Regions from separate parts of the Mus musculus genome. Here region 2 is linked to region 1. The links are chromatin contacts, called in public HiCAR-type maps. All regions are on one chromosome and are shown on one strand. The core of a region is the stretch at or near the end of the contact, and the rest is flanking DNA. Distances in the headings are between cores, read along the strand shown.

Evidence for each region. HiCAR-type assays count read pairs that join an accessible place to other places.
Region 2: a HiCAR-type map of astrocytes shows a contact between it and region 1, with 6 times the contacts expected there. The contact joins the promoter of Clock here to the promoter of Sgcb in region 1. A contact is called at or near these places in 2 of 39 promoter capture datasets (hippocampal neurons and pre-B cells), 2 of 115 datasets of contacts at active chromatin or transcription factors (astrocytes and embryonic forebrain) and 1 of 9 other capture datasets (liver).

Annotation. Positions count from the first base shown.
Region 1 is chr5:73,645,917-73,650,090 of GRCm38.p6, reverse strand. Sgcb (sarcoglycan, beta (dystrophin-associated glycoprotein)) reads left to right here and starts at 2,354. Exons shown (of 6, transcript NM_011890.5): 1 at 2,354-2,416. The coding sequence starts at 2,378.
Region 2 is chr5:76,303,363-76,307,236 of GRCm38.p6, reverse strand. Clock (circadian locomotor output cycles kaput) reads left to right here and starts at 2,445. Exons shown (of 23, transcript NM_001289826.1): 1 at 2,445-2,582; 2 at 3,735-3,813. Gm7467 (predicted gene 7467) reads right to left here and starts at 2,361. Exons shown (of 1, transcript NR_152171.1): 1 at 1,710-2,361.

The DNA.
Region 1 (4,174 bases), core at 1,105-3,604:
TGAATATCAAATGGGTGTCATAGTGAACTGGTATAATTCCCGTTAAAATAAGACTGCTGTGAGAATTAGAGACATTGCAAGCACACAGCACCCTCCAAATGCATCAGAAGGGAAAAAACTTCAAAACATCATTAGACATGACGAACACTACCCTTGTGGTTAATTCTGTGAATTGGTTCTCATTTTAAAAAATCATTTATTTATTTATTTATTTATTTATTTATTTATGCTCCGTATTTTATACCCCTCCCGGTCCACCCTTTGACTGTTCCACACCCCACACTTCCTCCCCAGCCCCACCCCTGTCTCCACGAAGATGTCCCTACCCTCTCCCTCCCCAACCCCACCAGACCTCTAAACTCCCTGGTGCCTCCAGTCTCTCGAAGGTTAGGTGCATCTTCTCTGACTAAACCGGGACCCAGCAGTCCTCTGCTGTATATGTGTTGGGGGCCTCATATCAGCTAGCATATGCTGTTTGGTGGTCCAGTGTCTGAGAGATCTTGGGGGTCCAGGTTAGTTGAGACTGCTGGTCCTCCTACAGGGTCACCCTCCTCCTCAGCTTCTTCCAGCTTTTCCTTAATTCAACCACAGGGGTCAGCAGCTTCTGTCCATTGATTGGTTGGGTGCAAATATCTGCCTCTGACTCTTTCAGCCGCTTGTTGGGTTTTTCGGAGGGCAGTCATGCTGGGTCGGAGGGATGGCTCAGAGGTTAAGAGCATTGGCTGTTCTTGCAGAGGACCTGAGTTTGGTTCCCTACACATGTTTGGTGGCTCATAACTGTAACTCCAGTCCTAGGGGGTCTAACAGCCTCTTCTGACCTCCACCAGCACCAGGCATGCAGGTGGTACATATACATATCTGCAGGGAAAACATTCATACACGTATAATATCAAATCTTAGAAAACAACAGCAGCCAGAAGAAGACACATTGGCAATGAGAACAAGTGGGTGACCTGTCAGTAACACCTCAGCAACGAGGAATCCAAGGAGAAGAGACCCATCTTCAGACAGTCAAGGTCCATCTGACTTCAGAAAAATCCATTATTAAAGTACCTATGTGGAGACATGTTAAAAAAAAAAAAAAAGCAAGGTGGGGCTTCTTATCTGCTTAGAATCTGGAGTGCCAGGCAGCTCTGGAAGACATTTAATAAGTTCCATTATTGTGAGTGATTGAGACTGACACAAGGTTAGAAACAGAGTAGCGCTAATCAGAGTATGGGGGCTCTGAAGAGAATGTGACATTTGGTGGGTTCTTGGGGGACACAAAGGAGTATAGCTGTCAGAGAAAAAGGAAACGACTTGAGCATAGTGAATAGTGAGGCACAGGAACCCAGGAGCAGTCAAAAGCCTTATTGTCAAAGTTGATAAATGGGACCAGAGCCAAGCTATTACCCAGACACCGCCGACTTTCAAACCTGTGGGTTGTGATTTACATAGTCTTCCTGACTAAAACGCAGGTTCGTCCCAGTGATAGAGCCAGGCAGTTTTAGCAGTTGGGGAAGAAGACAGGACCAGGCAAATGACCACATAGATACAGCTTATATCCGAAATCAGGCATGAGAGAGGGGGAAGGTTGGGAGACATTTGCTGTGTGTCAGAGTATTTAACTCCACAGCCAGCCAGCCATCAGAAGTAGGCGAAGCAGGGAAGCTGAGTTAGAAAAGCAAAATGACCCAGTACCTGGAGAGAAAAAGCTGAATCAGACATCTCCCTTGGGTGGCCTAGGGTAGTTTGTAGAAACTACTCATCATCTGAGGAGTTCTTGAACTTAGGATGCTACTCATTCTATTGTTTTCAACTTAATCAGTGCAGAGAGCAACCAATGTGCACCTGACTGTCTCCTGGTGCTCACTGTGAGTCAAGTTAGGTTCCTAAGGACCTAATATAGTCTCCAATATTAAATGGACAATCTGCCTCTAATGCCTCAAAGAAAGTGCCAGACTTGACTTCACAGGCTTCCAGAGGAGTTGAGGGGGAAGAGACTAGTTTGATTTAAGCTACCTAAAGTTTCCACTTGATCTGCACCCAAGTCTCACCCACCAGTACACTCAAATACTCCCTTGCAGTTTGTCACAGCTCAGGACAGGACAGTATCCCAAGACGGGGAGTTGATATAAAGGTAAAGGCATGTTTTGGATTTTGAGGGCGTCCTTTCCGAAGAACTTGAGGATGCCCCAGAGATCCTTGCCACACCCATGCAACCCGCGGGCGACTTACGGTCGTGAGGGACCGCCCTGCAAGGATGTGAACCTACACAGAATCTTGCCCACTCTGGATTTCTTTCGGGGGAGTGGCGAGGGCGTGACAGGGCGTGGCCATCGAGGGTGTGAGCCCCACCCCAGTGCCAGAGCGCAAGCGCGGGCTGCGGCGGGCCAAGATGGCGGCAGCGGCGGCGGCGGCGGCAGCGACCGAGCAGGTCTGTGAGCCTGCTGCGGCCGGCCGAGGGATTGGGAAGCCGGGTGGCCCGGGCGACCCCACAGAGGGCGGGGACGACGGAGGGCGCGAGGGCTGGGCTGGCGGAGCGAGGCGGCAGGGCGGGGCCGCAGGGCGGGAGCTGTCCGCAGCCAAGATGCTGGCGAAGGCCGGGCTGGATCCTGGGCAGCGGCTCCCGGCCGGCCAGAGAGCGGAGCTGTCCCTCTGCGGGAGTGACACGGGTCATGGCCTGCGGAGCCTGCGCCTGGACGTGCCTCTCCGCAGCCAGAAACCATGCGGATAAAAATAACGTCAGTCGGGGCCGGGAGGCTGACCGATGCCAGCCAAGTGGTGGTCAGCTGTTGCCTGGCGTGGATCGTGGCCAGGTCTTGCTTCTGCCATTCCCCGCCCACTGTGGTTTCTCGGAGATTCAGATACTAATATAAAACTGACCCGTGTCTAGTGGGTTTAAGATTACTTTTTAAGAAATGCGTTATCAAGTGTTTCCTGGTCTTCGTTGTGAGCCTAGAATAGTTTAAAGGCTTCCCTTCAGATATCAAGCTGTAACTTAAGCACGCACATAAGTGTGTGTGCGGGTGAAGTGTGTGAACACATGCTCGTGCAAGTAGTTGCTAAAGTGACTTATTATAATAAAAAGCTATTTTTGTAGTCACTTCTTTATTGTTGTTTCCCTTTGCAAATAACCAGTAAGCTGGTTTCTCTTTAAAAGTTTCATTTCTTCGAAATCACTGCGGGGAGAAAGTGAATGAGTGAAATTGATATGCAACGGGGGAATAGTTTCTTAAGTGGCTAACATTTTAGCGACAGACCTATTAAATATTCGAGGACTCATTCTAGGGGGTATGAAAAACAGACCTGAAATCTGCTAAACAAGCACGGAAATCCTCTATGACAATAGGCAAGTGGACTTGTTGGGAATGAAGCCATTCCTTGGTTTTCCTAGTTTACCCCTTACAGCCTCTGGGTTAGAGGGGTCTCAGTTCTTCTGTGCATGCATCTTGATGCTCTGAGCTTCTATTCTACCGGAAAGTTACAGTGGTCTGCCCACTTGGCTACCCTAACCAGAGCCGGCCTGCCTGAAGAGAGCTAAGGAGAAACAAGCATTGGGCTTAATGACCAGCTTCCCTCAACTTTATAATTCGAACATGAAAGGTTGCTTTTTGTGTTTGGGATCCCACTAACTTTGTAATCTATTCTGTTTGGGAGTCAGGGTAGGCCCCCCGCTGTGTCAGTCACTGGGTCCTGGCACTTCTGCCCCTTAAAAAAGCTTCTCCCCCAGCTTCATCAACAAAGGAAGATGTTGGTATCTTCTTCCCCAGCTCCTCTATCCCAGGTCTCAGTTGGAGCTTGAGTCTGCTTCAATGTAAATGTGTTCAGGAGGGGCTGGCAAGATGGCTTAGTGATAAAGGTGACAGCCACCAAGTCTGACAACTTAGTCCCTGAGTTAAGTCCCGAGAACCATCTTGGTAAAGTGAGAGGCCCAACTCCCAAAGGTTGTCCTTTGACCTCCACACGCTTATATCATGGTGTATGTGCCCCTCACACACTGAATAAAAGAAAAGAAAGAAACGCAGAAGAGGAGGAGGAAGAGCTTGGGGAAGGAGGATGGAGAGGAGATGGAGGAAGAAGGGGAGAAAAATTAGGAGAATTAGGGAGGAAGAGGAAGATGAGGGGGCCACCAGCAGCAGCAGCACAGCACTTGCAGAGGCACTGCCCCAGGAAAAAGTTCATCTCACATATG
Region 2 (3,874 bases), core at 1,196-3,695, 2.7 Mb before region 1:
AATAAGACCCGAACAAGGAAGACACCAATGAGACATGCTAACAAGGAAGGGGTAAACCTTTGATACAAAACTACAGGCAACTAAGGAATGCTAAAATCAGGAAAAAGTCTACCCCAGAGAAGAGCCCTTAATTGGTTATCCAATATCAAGTGGCATTATACAAACCAAGTGGGCTGTATATATATATATATATTTGGGAATACATGTGCACCAATTAGAGAAATAGAGGCCACGAGTTTGAGGGAGAGCAAGGTGAATGGTTGGGAAGGAATGGAGGGAGAAAAGGGGAGGGGAAAATGATAGAATTATATTTTAATTTCAAAACTGAAAGTGGCCAACACTTGAGATGGGATTTACTTAGCAGGTAGTGTCAATACCTAGTGCCTCTCAATTGCTCTATGAACTGAGACTATTATCTGCAGTTTACATTTTTTTTTTTTTTACAGATGAATAACTTGAAGTTACATCATTTCACAGATGAATAACTTGATGAAAAGACAGTTGAAAAGAGAACCGGAAACACTTAGTTTAAATGACAACAAGGCACATGGTGTTTAAGGCCATGGTTTAGAATTGGGAACCTAGATTTAGGATTTATGAAACTATGAGGCAAAACTTTTGTTTACTGGAAACACAGTGTTAAAGTTGGGAAATTAAAAAAAACTTTTTTTTTTTAAATGAGGGAAAAGTCGTAAACTGAACCGTGGGAAATAGTCAGACAGTGACAGAGGACTGAGCAGAAAATCAAGGGATTATCAACAGGTCTTGGTAAATAATTAAACAGAGAATGTGAGCGAGGGAGGAGTCACAGGTGACTAAGAGGACAATGAAACCATTAAAGGGGGCAAAGGTCATTTTGATATATATATATATATATATATGTATATATATTATATATGTATATAGTGTGTATACACACACTAGAGGAACTATAATAGAAAAAGAGAATGAATAAAGCCAAAACATTTGACCCAGGGAAAGCATTCAAATTCATTTGGCTGCAACCTATTTACCAGCCTCAGTACCCTTACCTCCTGCCCCTTTTTTACTACCAGTGATCAAGACACTAACTTGTAGATGGCAGAAAAGCTCTTATTGGTTTTAAGCAATAAAACAAACACATTCACGAGTTTATTGATTACTTTAACTGAACTTTCCAAAGGAATCTAGCCCACATCGATTTCAGCGCTCATGCATCTAGGCTATATCACCATGTTTTAATCTGTTTTCTGGTTTTTCCCTTCGTGGTGCCTGCTCTTTCATTAGTCACACAAGAAAAGATTATTTTCTTTCAGTATCAGGTTCACTGGGAAACAATCTTCTTGGCAGTAATTGCCAGCCTGAGACAGAGAACCCAAGGTTTCCTCCTCCACAGTGTCCTGCCTGGACCACAAGGACAGAGTGGAGAATGGGTGGGTTCAAAGGACGTGAACCTAAGCGAGCAGCAGATGGATTAGGACAGCAGAAACTGTGCCTTTCGATGGCGAAACGGTACAAAGACTGCCAAGGAAAGATTCTCCTGGCAGGGTTCTGGCTACGTAGCCAGGAATTTGAGGATTCTCCTCCTAGTTCACATTGCTGGGGGGGGGGGGGGGGGATCGCAGCTAATTCCTAGTTTTGAAGTTGGTTTTTTTTTTTTTTCTTTCCTGAATATACACCAAGAACTTAATTCTTATTGAGACAAACATTACCTTGTAGACAGGATTTTTGGAGCTAAAGAGTATAGGTTTATTTATTGCCTTCTGTTTGCTGTACGAGTTGATTTTTAAAAGAAATTGCTATGAATTAGCTTCTTTCCCAGTAATTCGGGTGCAGTAGCTAAGAAACCAGTGTAAACTAGGGTCCTGGTTCATCCGTAGCGCCATGCTCATCTTTTGCAGTGCCTCCTGCCTTTTCATAAAAGGAGCAAACACATCCCGACCTTTTGCTTCCCTGGCTACAGCCGAGGTCACTTGGGTCGTCCAGGTCCATCTCGGGGAGCAGCCAGCCTAGCGTGTCTCTAGGAGCCGGGAAACCGAGTCCCAGGCATCCCACGAACCTCCAGGAGAGGAAACCGAGCACTGGGCTGGAGAAGTCTAACTTGGCGTAGGCCAAGCTCTCTGCTTTCCCGGGGACAGAGGCACCATTCCAGGCGGCGGCTCCCACTGGTTGGGAGCGCCGCATCCCGGGGAACCGCGAGCCGCCCAGGGCGCTGCGGGCGGCCGCACCCTCCGCTAGGCCCCGCCTCCCGGCCTGCGAAGGGAAGGGGGCCTCGGGGCATCCCGGCTTCCCTCGGCGGCCGTGGAACGAGCTCACGCCGGCCTGCAAGAGTGGGATTTCCTCGGGTGCCCGGGATCCCCAGGCGCGGCTTCGGGGCTGCCTAACGGGGAAAGTCGCATGCGCGCCCGGCGCGCTGAGGGAAGGCGGCCGCGAGGGGAGGGGCGAGTGCAGAGCCTGGCCGGCCGCGGAGCCCCGCGCCCACGACGCATGCGCCGGGAGGCAGCGCAATCACGGACTCGGCTGGCGGCTACCGGCTGGAGAGAGGAAACCCCGGACGGCGAGAGCGCGAAGGAAATCTGGCCGCCGCCGCGCACGCGCTCCCGGTGAGTGCGCCCCACCGGGTGGGCCTCGGCCCGGCGCGCGGCGGGCGGCTGGCCTGGGTGGCGCATGCGTGCTCCCGGGTTCCGTGGAGGAGGGGAAGGCCGGGAGGGGGAGGAGCGCGGCGGTAGCGGTGAATTTTGAGGGGTGGGTCGGGGGCGCGCACTCGCCGCCCCTGGTGCTGCCGGCTCCCGGAGCCGTGGCGTGTCCCGGCTGTCGCCGCTCGGCTGTCGCGAGCCGCCGCGGGCAGAGTCCCGGGCGGGGGAGGGAGGAAGCCGGAGCCTCAGGCACGGTGAGGACGCGGGAGGGCGCGGGGGGCAGTGTGTGGGACCGGGGCAGGGAACAGGGCGCGGGGCGCCAAGGGGGTGCGGGCCAGGCCGGGAGGCAGGAGCTGCGGCCGGGGTCCGGGGACGCGGAGAGCGCGGAGCTCTGGAGAGTCGCGCTCAGCCGGGCCTGCGCCAAGTGTCCCGGGGCCGCTGGGGGTTACCTGCAGGGCAGGGGGGCGCGGTGGGTCCCGCGGGCCCCGGGGGTTCCGGGGCCGCGTCGCGCTTGAGACTGGGCGCGGGGTTAGCGCGGGGCAGGCCGAGTCGGCCGCCGAGAGCGCTCGCGCCCGGGACCCGCTAGGCCTTGTGACCCACTTTATTCCTGTCACCACTCGGGCACGTTTGGAGCGGCGCCCAATGGGGCGCTGGGGCGGCCAGCTCCTCCGCGGAGCCCCCGCCCTCGCGGCGGCCGGCGCGCGCCGGGATCCGCAGTCCGAGCGGCGGCCGCCGCCGCCCAGGGCTGGTTCCGTTAATGGTCCTGGTTCCGGGGCTCGGGCCGCGGGCTGCTCTGGGCCCCGGGTGTCCGACTCGAGTCGCGTGCGCCGCGCCGGGCCGCGCTCTGCCTGTGGGGCTGGCCGTCCTGGATGTGGTCCTGGCTGTCCCGGTACCGGGAGTAGCGCCACGAAGTTTGTATCTTTGTGGGGTGTTTTCTGCCGCTGTGGAAGTCCGAGGTAGTCAGCAGAATCCTGAAAGATGAAGGAAGAGCTTTGGCCTCTGACCTGACAGATGACAGATCAGGCCGTGGTGTTTTGATATTGCAATGCCGAACCACACACTGCATGAAGCCTTTCTAGATGCTTTAAAAACAACAGACTCTGGTGTTTTCTATTGCAGTGAAAGAAAAGCACAAGAAGAAACTTTTACAGGCGTTGTTGATTGGACTAGGGCAACGATTCCCAAAATCACCAGCAAGGTAATTTCCCTTGATTGCATTGTTGTAGTTTTAAAAGCGACTAGAGAAAATTACAGACCAT